Regions from separate parts of the Mus musculus genome. Here regions 2 and 3 are each linked to region 1. A link is a contact called in public HiChIP or PLAC-seq and promoter capture Hi-C data. All regions are on one chromosome and are shown on one strand. Each heading gives the region's core, a stretch centred on a gene start, on an enhancer-like site or on the middle of the called end of the contact. The rest is flanking DNA. Distances are from core to core; before and after follow the strand shown.

What was found. Promoter capture Hi-C pulls out the DNA fragments that hold promoters and counts their contacts. HiChIP or PLAC-seq counts read pairs in DNA pulled down with a chosen protein or histone mark.
Region 2: a contact with region 1 is called in an H3K27ac HiChIP or PLAC-seq map of thymic regulatory T cells, with 5 times the contacts expected there. The contact joins the promoter of Nmd3 here to the promoter of Il12a in region 1. A contact is called at or near these places in 2 of 39 promoter capture datasets (hippocampal neurons and pre-B cells), 1 of 484 Hi-C or Micro-C datasets (pro-B cells), 2 of 115 datasets of contacts at active chromatin or transcription factors (double positive thymocytes and thymic regulatory T cells) and 2 of 9 other capture datasets (adipose tissue and liver).
Region 3: a promoter capture Hi-C map of embryonic stem cells shows a contact between it and region 1, with 6 times the contacts expected there. The contact joins the promoter of Mfsd1 here to the promoter of Il12a in region 1. A contact is called at or near these places in 12 of 39 promoter capture datasets (the 3T3-L1 cell line, the C10 cell line, embryonic stem cells and 5 more), 2 of 115 datasets of contacts at active chromatin or transcription factors (embryonic forebrain and embryonic stem cells) and 1 of 9 other capture datasets (pancreatic islet).

Annotation. Positions count from the first base shown.
Region 1 is chr3:68,689,717-68,692,972 of GRCm38.p6, reverse strand. It overlaps Il12a (interleukin 12a), which reads right to left and starts at 1,549. Exons shown (of 7, transcript NM_008351.3): 1 at 1,407-1,549; 2 at 817-950. The coding sequence starts at 1,422.
Region 2 is chr3:69,720,329-69,723,469 of GRCm38.p6, reverse strand. It overlaps Nmd3 (NMD3 ribosome export adaptor), which reads right to left and starts at 1,415. Exons shown (of 16, transcript NM_133787.2): 1 at 1,348-1,415; 2 at 1,004-1,061. The coding sequence starts at 1,047.
Region 3 is chr3:67,580,523-67,584,181 of GRCm38.p6, reverse strand. It overlaps Mfsd1 (major facilitator superfamily domain containing 1), which reads right to left and starts at 1,414. Exons shown (of 16, transcript NM_025813.3): 1 at 1,205-1,414. The coding sequence starts at 1,364.

The DNA.
Region 1 (3,256 bases), core at 300-2,799:
AGACAACAAGCTAGAAGATCCTCAAGAAAGATTTAAAAACAAAACAGGAAGACAGAGTTTCCCTCCTTCCCTCCTCTGTTCCCAGGTGCTTATGAACGCACGCTCTGTTGGGGGATAGAACCCGGGAGACCCATTCATAATTAAGCCAGAATTCTACTGGATCTCCAGCCCTAGCAGCTGCAGGATATCTCAAACACATTAGCATTTTGCTGTAGCTTTGTCCCCAAAGCGAGAGGAAACCGTGGCAATTTTACAACGGAAAAGGCTATTTTGCATTCAAACATGAAACCTGAGAAAAATGAGTGGAGCCGTGACTAAAACTGGATCACACTTGCCCCAGAAAACTGGAGGCTGGACCTGCTTGCTATCTGATGTCTGAGTCCTCCCTGACATGTGTCCATCCGACAAGGGACTGCATCACAGTGCTGGACACTGGTGAGCAGGGGGAGAGACAATCTAATTCATCTCTATGGCTTGTGAAGCACAGAGAGTGTACCTAGAGACTGTCTCCCTGTTCCACCTGCCCTGAAGCAGAAGCAGGGAGCACCTGACACTGTGTCACACAGGCAGGCAGGCTGGGAGGGACATTGCAAGTCCCCACTTTCCTCTGTGTAGACACAGCCTAAACCGATGCCGTTACAATTTATTACCATTCTTCCTTTCTCTAGAGACACAGTTTCCTTTAGATTATATTTAGAAGTCTTGAAACCCTCTACGGTTCCTGCCAGATACCATAAACTTCCCAGCAGATACCAGATAGGTTAGAAGTCATGTCAACAGCGGAACTTTGAAGCCAGAAGGACAGGAGAAACTCACCGTCTTCACCATGTCATCTGTGGTCTTCAGCAGGTTTCGGGACTGGCTAAGACACCTGGCAGGTCCAGAGACTGGAATGACCCTGGCCAAACTGAGGTGGTTTAGGAGGGCAAGGGTGGCCAAAAAGAGGAGGTCTGGAAGGGAAACAAAGGGCAGGTGGAGCTTGTCAACTTGGTTTTGACCTGCCTCTTTCTTCAGCCATTCTGGCAATTTTTTCCATCCATTCTGGGTACTGACCTCCCTCCACACATAATTTAAGCCCTTCCCCGGGGCTGACAGATGAAGCAAGACCTCCCAGATCTTGTTTGGGGACTGCCTGAGACCTGCATTTTCCTTACATTGGTTTCAAGGCTGGGCTTTAGTTCTCTTCTGTGAAACGGGCATAGCCGTAGCCCCCAGGGTTGTTCTATAATGAGACCATGCTCGGTGCAGCGCAATCTAGCACGACCATCTTTCCCCTCTTCCTTCCCTTGGCCTGCAGTTGCTGGCAGCCCTTTAGTCTCCCTTAATGGGTCCAGGGCTTCTGTCTGTTCTTTCTCAAGCCTTCTCCTCTCATCAAGTCACCCTGGTCCCGGCCCTCAGGTACTTACAGCGTGATTGACACATGCTGGACCGGCACTGAGAGGAGCTGCTGGATGCCGAGGGTGAGGCTGTTGGAACGCTGACCTTGGGAGACACATTTTTATAATTGTCTGGATAGCCGGCAGGACTTTCCCAGGACTGTGTCTCTTGCTTTCTCTCTCTGTCTCTACATCTCAAGGACAAGTGCGTCGATCGCCCCCAAGGCTGGTGGCGCTTTCGAATTAACTCTCGGAGTGCCCGTTTGAGGAGATTCGGGACCGTCCCACCGCCCACCACACTCAGAGCGAAAGCAAAACCGGCCTGCGAGTAGCCACTCTTGTCCCGGGACAGGTCTGTCCTGCCCCACTACCCCCTAGCCCTAACACGCTGCCCAGTGCCCCTTCTAAAGAAGCACAAGCTACCCACTCGTCTCTCCATCGTGGACACTGAGTCTGACTCAATGTATTTTGCGAATCTGTCCTACTTTGAAAGTATAAAGGAACAAAATAGATGTGGTGGCTATATATCGCTTAAAACTCAGTTCTGGCAGTTTTGATTTAGTGAGACGACTGCACAGCATCTTGGGGGAAAAGGGCCCAGAGAGAGCAAGGCCATCTCTCTGCAGGAGCCTAAGAGGCAGCAAAGGCTCCTGAAGCCTCCAGATCTGCAAGAAGGCATTGCCTGGCTGCCAGTGGGATGCATTCTGAGCTAGTTTTGGAAATGGGAATCAACACAGTAGGGAGGCAGAGGGCAGATGGGAACGGAGCGCGTTGCAAGTTGTGATACTGGTGGGGATATATCTGGTCATTGCCGAGAGATTGTGGACAACATCTTTAGCCTTTCTGGACTTTTACCATAGAGATATCCTTGGATGTGCACGGTGAGAAGATTTCAGCAGCAGTGTAGACGCCAGATGCAAGGGTCCAGCTCAGATCCAAGGGAGTAGGTGGCAGGATATGGCCAACCCATGGCTCCATTCAAGATGGAGAACAAAGGTGGCTGAAGGGATTCCCAGTGGGGTAACAGGCTAACACCTGATAACTCCCCAGGCTGATTGAGCGTAGTCCCAGCTCCTGCAAAGAAAGTGTGAGAGTTCGAAGCTTGCAATGACAAGCTGTAATTTGGAGGTTTGGGGTAGGAGATTCCTTGGAACTTAACTCCTTTCTACCCCAAGACAGCCTCACTGGGTGTGCAGAGAGAGGAGGCCCTGCTTGGTCATTGACTTGGAGCCTGCCATGTGTCTGGCTTCCCCCAGACCCATCCAGCTGTCAGAGCCCACCTCCTATTGAGGCAACCATCTCCATAACCACAAGCCTTTGGGAGCACGGGAGAGAAGAGCCGGTGCCTCTTCCTTCTGAAGTCCACTAAAGCCTGGACAGAAGAGATCAGTGAGCACTTACTCAGCAGGGTGGACCTCTGTTGAAAAGGGCGAAGCCAAGCCAATAAGAAGGACACCATAGCAGCTCTGATCAGTGAGGTCCCTGTGGCTGTGAACTGGGGACAAGGGACAATGGATGATTAGAATTACTGATGTCGTAATAGTTTATGTAGAGCTGTGCTTGCCCAGGAGGTTACAATGAAGCTCATTTAAGGGAGCTGTTCCTTTCCTAGAGGGCAAACTCTTACAAAAAGGTAGTTCCTGCCATCCAGGTGAGTCCAGAGCCTCTGTTCAGTGTACATTCTTGGCCACCAGACACAGTCCCTAACCCATGCATTTAAAATACAACTTTAAAAAAATTCTTGTAGAATTCACACAAGCTACAATGTATTTTGATCATATTTGTCCCTCAGGCCTTCTCCAACGATCCTTCCCTCACTTCTGTCATGAGTTTAATTTGTCCTGTTTAAACACTCATAAATCAGGAGCAGAGTCAACTAA
Region 2 (3,141 bases), core at 166-2,665, 1.0 Mb before region 1:
CCTGGTAAGCAGGACTTAACATGGTAAGACTGTCTCAAAAGCAAAAATAAACAACAAAGAGAAACAAACAATATATGTAAGATCCGTTTCTCGTTTCTCTTGCATCTGACTCGGCTAGTGGGTGCCCCCTTTGTTCTGAGCATCTACAATGCGTAGATGCGAACAGGCCCCCTTTACAGGGACCCACAATGAACAGTAAAGGAAAATGTACGTATTCCATGAAAACAGAAAGGAGATTATTAAGGAAAGGAAAGGGACCTGTGAGGGGGTAGGAGGGTTAAGGAAGATCAATGGTAGGGTAAATATGAACGCTGTACAATGTTAAATATGCGGACCCTCCTATATACATGAAAATATAATGAAACCCTGTATTTTATGTTACAAAGTAATTTTTAAAAGGAGAAATAGACAAAAATACAGGACAAGAAGAGCACCTATGCCTACCGATGCTCTAAGCTACAGGAGTATAACTCTATAGTGTACTGGAGGCAGAAAAATTTTGTGAAGCAGGCCTGACATAATCGCAGCACTTGGGAGGCTAAGGCTGAAGGGACAAGGCTCTCAAGGTCAGCCGTGGCTACAGAGTGAATTCCAGGGCCAATCTAACAGGACTGGCTCCATCGAAAGTAAGATTTCAACGAAACAGCAGAAAAAGTCTGTGAACCTCCGCCACCGTGGCCCACGGCTGCCCAAAGAAAACTAAGATAATCTTCCAGTGGTGGCCACTAGCTGCACGTGAGCACCGCATACCATGTGGCTAGCACGACAGAGGAGCCGGGTGACAACCGTACACGTCCACTCGTGCCCCTCTAGGAGGACGTCTTCTCAAAGCACTCATTTTTTTCTACACCGGACTTAAAATGGGGTAGACTTCCTATGCGATCAAGACCCAACCGTTTTCTCCCACCGAGAAAAGGACCTCTCCTGCTAGCGTTAACCGTTTTCTCGGTATTTTACGATCTGCAGACGCCAAGGGATCGATCAGGGCGGGCTCGCAACTCACATGTGTCCCGGGCTGTGCTCAATGGACTCTGCCATGTACTCCATGGTTCGCGCGCGACCTATCAAGGGGAGGGAAGGACCGGTGAGACTTGGATCCATCAGGTCGAGTCTCCTGAGTTCGGGGACAGCCATGCGTGCGGCACACAAGCCCGGGGGTCGCGAGCCGCCGCCCAGCACGGCCCTTCCGCCCTCCTCCGCGCCGCGGCTCCGCATGCGGCCGGCCTCGGCCCCACACCCACGCCCCGGCGCCCGTGCGGGCCGCTCGCAGCCCGGGTACAGGGCCCGGCTCGCTCCCTCGTCTGGCCGCTGTTGGCGCAGGAGCCGGGTCTCCCACCCAGAACCTACCAGCAGCTCCGTGACAGGGCGAAATACACCCACAGCGGGCAACCCGCCGGCCAGGACGCACTACCGGCTACCTCAGCCGCGCTACACACCTACGAAGATCTCGCGATAGGAGAACCGGAAATCCCGCGTGCTGAAGGGTGCGGGAGAAGGGGACGGGTGGGCGGGGTCAAAGAATACACGTGTAGCAAGGGGCGGGGCCTATGGAGTGAGTGGGTGGGGATACGGGAGACCGGGCGAGCTGAGCAGGCTCGGGACAGTGATTACAACAGTTTGGTGTCTGTGATAGGCTCACCGTTCCACCCGCCCCCGTATCTTTAAAATGCACTTCTCAGCTCCTGGGGAGAGGGCTCAGCAGTTAAAAGCAGTTGTTCTTACAAAGGACCTGGGTTCAATTCCCAGCACTCACAGGGTGGGCTCACTGACGTCTAGAGTTCCATTTGGAGAGGATCTGCCGCCCTCTTAACTCTGAGGCCACCAACCACAAACTTGGTGCATATATATTCATGCGGGCCAAACACTCAAATACATAAAATACATGGATCTTTCTAAAGAAACATGGCCACTGTAAATATCACCATGGACAACTTAAGAGTATCGAATCGCTGTTTACTAAACAGTTGATGCAAAAAGAAAAAGAAAAGAAAGAAAAACTGAAAACTCTCTATTATATTGCAAACACTGTACTTTTAATAGTAAGCAGAAAATATAAAATGTTTTTCATTAAAGAAAAGTATTATTCTTAAAGAAATCATCTGAAACATATTTTTCTCAGAAGTGGATCCACAAAATAGATGAAAACAGGTAAATCCGCAACTGTAACCGAAACTGATGTCAAAAGGAAGACCCTAGCATTTCTAAGGTCCGAAGAGGTGTCAGACGCCCCGGAGCTGGAGTTACAGGTGGTTTGAAACTGCCCAACACAGAGGCTGAGAACCAAGCTCTTCTGGTCCTGGGAGAGAGTAGCAGATGTTCTTAACTGCTGAGCCACCACCTTTCCAGCTCCACACAATCATCTGTGTTTTATAAGACATTTATAATGAACATGGAAATGTAACTACAGTATAAACTTTAGTTACTTGTTTTTTAAAGATATGCCTAATTTCTACTAAAACAGACAAGGGTGTTTATGTTCTCCACTTTTAATAGAGTGTTGGAAGTTTTTAGCTAGGGCTGTAAGACAAGGGAAATAATAAAGGGAATACAAATAAGAAAGGGAGAAACCAAAATATTCTTATTTGCAGATGCTATGATTCTATACATGAGAGTCCTAAGAACTCCAATAGAAGCCTTAGCGTTGGAGGCTGGGGAGATGGCTGAGTCAGTAAGGTGCTTGCCATGCAGGCTCGAGGATCTGAGTTGGATACCCAGCACCTGCATAAAGAGGGGAAAGTGGTCTGAAGAGATGGCTCAGTAGTCCATACTATTATTCTTGCAAAACACTAGAGTTCAGTACCCAGCATCCGTATTATCATCTTTGAATGGCTTATAACTTCAACTCCAGGGGGATGCCTCTATCTTCTGTGGGCTCCTGCACTCATATTAACCGTCGGCACTATTCAGGTAAATGAGGCAAAGAATTTTTCTTACTAAGCCTGCCTTTAGCCAAGTGGCATATCTAGAGGATCACACTATTCCAATTTAGGCTAATGACTCTAATTGGACTCCAGGACCCTATGACAGTAGAGGGTCTTTGTTCCCCAATGAAGAGGGTTTAAATTTGAATTCATCTTATCAAATAGAAGTGGGAGGATTTCCTTTTTGGATTGGGCATGAAGTTCATATTTGAAAGTTATA
Region 3 (3,659 bases), core at 165-2,664, 1.1 Mb after region 1:
CAAACAAACAAACAAAAACAAACAAAAATACCCAGGAGCAAATAACTGAGTGAAAACTGGGCTAGAAACAAGAACAACACAAGCGCCAGTCTAAGGGATCAAATGAAAACTGGCAATGTCTCCTGGGAGCGGGGAAAGCTGACAGGCTTGAAGAAGCCCCAAGGTAACACTGCCTGTTTCCCCGCTGACTCTGTAAATACACAAAGCTAGCGGTCCAAAGGTGGAGAAGGCAGCTAGCGACAGGGCGGCTCTAGTTTCTCAAACCCAAACTTTCAGCCCAATCTACCTACCAAAAATAAACTGTCAACTTGAGTAGGGACAATTTCTTCAAGTGTTTTGTCTATGCTTACTGGTTATTGATTCTAAACCTAGAAACTTCTCCTTCAGGATTTAACTGCTTATAAGAAATTCAATACCATGGTTGGTTGGTTGGTTGGTTGAGACAAGATCTCACTTTGTAGCCCTGGCTGGCCTCTCTAGCGCACAGACATGTCCCTGTCTTCCAGTACTGAGATTAAAGGGCGCCACCACTATCAGCTCAATACGTTTTAAAGCAAATGAGTACCATCTTCTCAAAAATAAAGAAACCGAAGCCCAAAGTATCTTTTATAAACCAGGTGCATGTATTTCTGAATCTGATCCCCCTGAAACACTCTTTCAAGCCAAGCCAGTTGTTACGAATCCGAACAGTTTCAATGTAAACTAAAAACTGTAACACGGGAGGGAAGGGTGTCTTTAAAAGTAGCTAATGAAAGTGTTTTGCGCCAGATCAGATTTCATAAGTGAAACCAACTTAACAAGTGTGGTCCTGCAAGGCTGTCTCACAGAGGAAAGGTAAGAAAAGACTCCTACTAAGGTGTACTTAGCAGTGAACACTATCCAAAGCGGATCCGAGCTCTAAAAGAATACAAAGGAAAGCACTGGGGAATGGGAGGGGTCGCCTGGGGAGGGAGGAAGAGGGACTTAGTCACGCTCTGAAATTCCCCCAGCAACGTTCTGAAACTCTCGGGAGCACAGCTCTCCGGGAGAAAGATCTGAGTTTCCTTCTCATCTGCGTCCCCAGGGAGGAGCTGCTGAACACCGGGGCTTGGAGGAACAAACGTCACCTCGCTCCAGACACTTGGAAAAAGCGGGCTCCCGAGCCCAGGCAGCAGCGCGAACCCTGGAATCCCTCTATCATCTGCCCCAGCCGAGCCCCGCTCACCGAAGCCAAGGAAGCACATGAGCGACAGCACCACGAGCCGGTGCGCCAGGCGGCTGGGGTCGCAGAGCGCGGACAGAGCGCGAGGGGCGCCATGGACTGCGCTGTCCGCCTCGCGGCGGCCCCCAAGCAGCGCCCGATCTTCCCCATCCTCGTCCTCCATCAGCTTGCAGCCTGGAACGGAGCAGGAAGCAAAGGCAGGGCGGCAGCGGCAGCGGCAGCACTCACGTGATCACGTGTGTTCACGTGACTTGCTCGGGCCACGCCTCTCCGTGCTCACGTGAACGGTTGCTCACGTGGTGGCCGGGCTCCCGTGCTGCCTTTCTGTTCTGCCGATGGGGTATAGATCCGGTCGGGAGTGGGAGTGAGCGACCGGGTTCTCATTAACATCTGATTTAAAACCAGTAGGAAGTGGTGGTGCAGAAGTCGTGGTGGAAGGCTTGACCTGAACCCAGCTCAGTCCTCCCTCCCTCACTTCGCCAACTCTTCATGAAGAGTTGTTAAGTTGACCTGACGGAACAGCATATGATGTACCTGACACTTATGTACTAGAAAAGAGGACAAATTCTCTCACCTCTGAATATGGGTGAGAGAATTTCCTTAGGTGGACAGAAACTAATCATGTGGGTGGATGGATGGTGACTGCAGCTGAAAGAGTTATTGAATTCCTCTGGGTTTTATACGTTTATAATTACACGTTTATACTGATCTTGGAGTAAGAGGAAAGTCGAGTAAAGTAGAAACACGAACATCCTAAATGAGGAGCCATTCAGAGATGTCCAGCAGAGTATAGAGACCACTAGGTTTGTTTTGAGAAGTTTGATTTGGCAGCGCAGCCTTCTACCCCACATTTCTAGGTTTGCCGAGTCTTTGCAGTAGAATTTTGAGTGTAGCAAGGCTAGGTGCTAAATAGCTGTAAAGCGTGCCGCAGAAGTGAAAGTGAGAGGCTCAAAGCTGGAGCTATCGCACCAAGGAGAGATCCAGTGACTAAATGAGGACTTGCTTAAACAATAGCACCTGGGATTTGAAAAAGGAGGAGGACTTTTGAGTGTTTTCTAGACTCCTAGCTTGGGCCCTCCAAAGAGATCCAAATATGGGGGATGGGGAAGCAGAGGGACTGTGTCAGAGAGATACCGTTTGGAATGTTTATGCATAGCCTGCTGTCTACCTTGCATTCCCCTGACTAACACTGTGCAGTTGCCAGCACAGTGGTCATACCCCACCTTGGGCTTAATCTTTCACTCAGCATCAGCTGTACTACAATGAAGGGCCTAGACCATCAGTTTACATTCCTTGGCTTTGTCCACAGTATAGATTACTGTCTTGTGCTGGCTAGTTTTATGTCAACTTGACACAAGCTGAAGTCATCTGAGAGGAGGGAGCCTCAGTTGAGAAAATGCCTCCATGGAATGAACCTGTAGGCAAGGCTGTAGGACATTTTCTTAATTAATGACTGTTGGGGAGGGCCCAGCTACCCTTGGGTTGATAGTCTGAGGTTCTATGAGAAAGCAGGCTGAACAAGTCATGAGGAGCAAGCCAGTAAGCAGCACTGTTCCATGGCCTCTACATCAGCTCCTGCCTCCAGCAGAAGGTTCTGTTTGAGTTCCTGTCCTGACTTCCTTCAGGGAGAGACTATGATGTGGAAGTATAAGCCAAATTAATCCTTTCCTCCTTAACTTGCTTTGGTCATAGTGTTTCATTAAAGCAATAGAAACCCTAACTAAGACAAGTCTAATGGCTAAGTCAAAAATACAGGTAAGAGGCTGGCTGCCAGTATCTCTAATCCACTTTTTGGCTTTTTGGGTTTTGTTTGTTTGTTTGTTTCGTTTGTTTGTTTATTTTGTTTTGTTTTTGCCTTTAGAAATCTAAGTAAAAATGGCTATGATAGTATAGACAGTTTGTACTTCTTGTTGAAGGAGGTTGGACTTCTTTTGAATGATAGTCACTTGTGTCTTAATGAAATGCCCAGGGTAATGCCCTCTGGACCTGACCTCATTCTGTGTTTGCTTAGACAGTTCTCAGCTATCTATCCTCCCAGTGGGTCATGTCTACCCTGGCTACATATTTGAGATTTCCACAACCATGACTGTGGTCTGCATATTCACCAAACTAATTAATGTATATACAAATTTAAACTCAAATAACTGAAGATGTAAGTCAAAAAATAATTGGCATGTTATGTCTGAGATGATAATGATAAGTATTAATATATAATATAATAAAATTTTGAGGTTATGCTGACCCTTATCTAACTTTGATGTAAATTTTTATCTTTGTGGGTTTTGCCTTTTAAAATGACACCTGAGCTTTGGCACCTAGAGACTGAAGCATGAGCCCATGCTTGGTAGCCCATCAGTTAAAGGAATCGGCCTTAATTGTTGCCATTAGTGTGTGGTCTGTGTTTTCTCCCATGGATGTGTTTCAGTTTTCTACAAATTCTCTTTCTCTTTTTGACTCC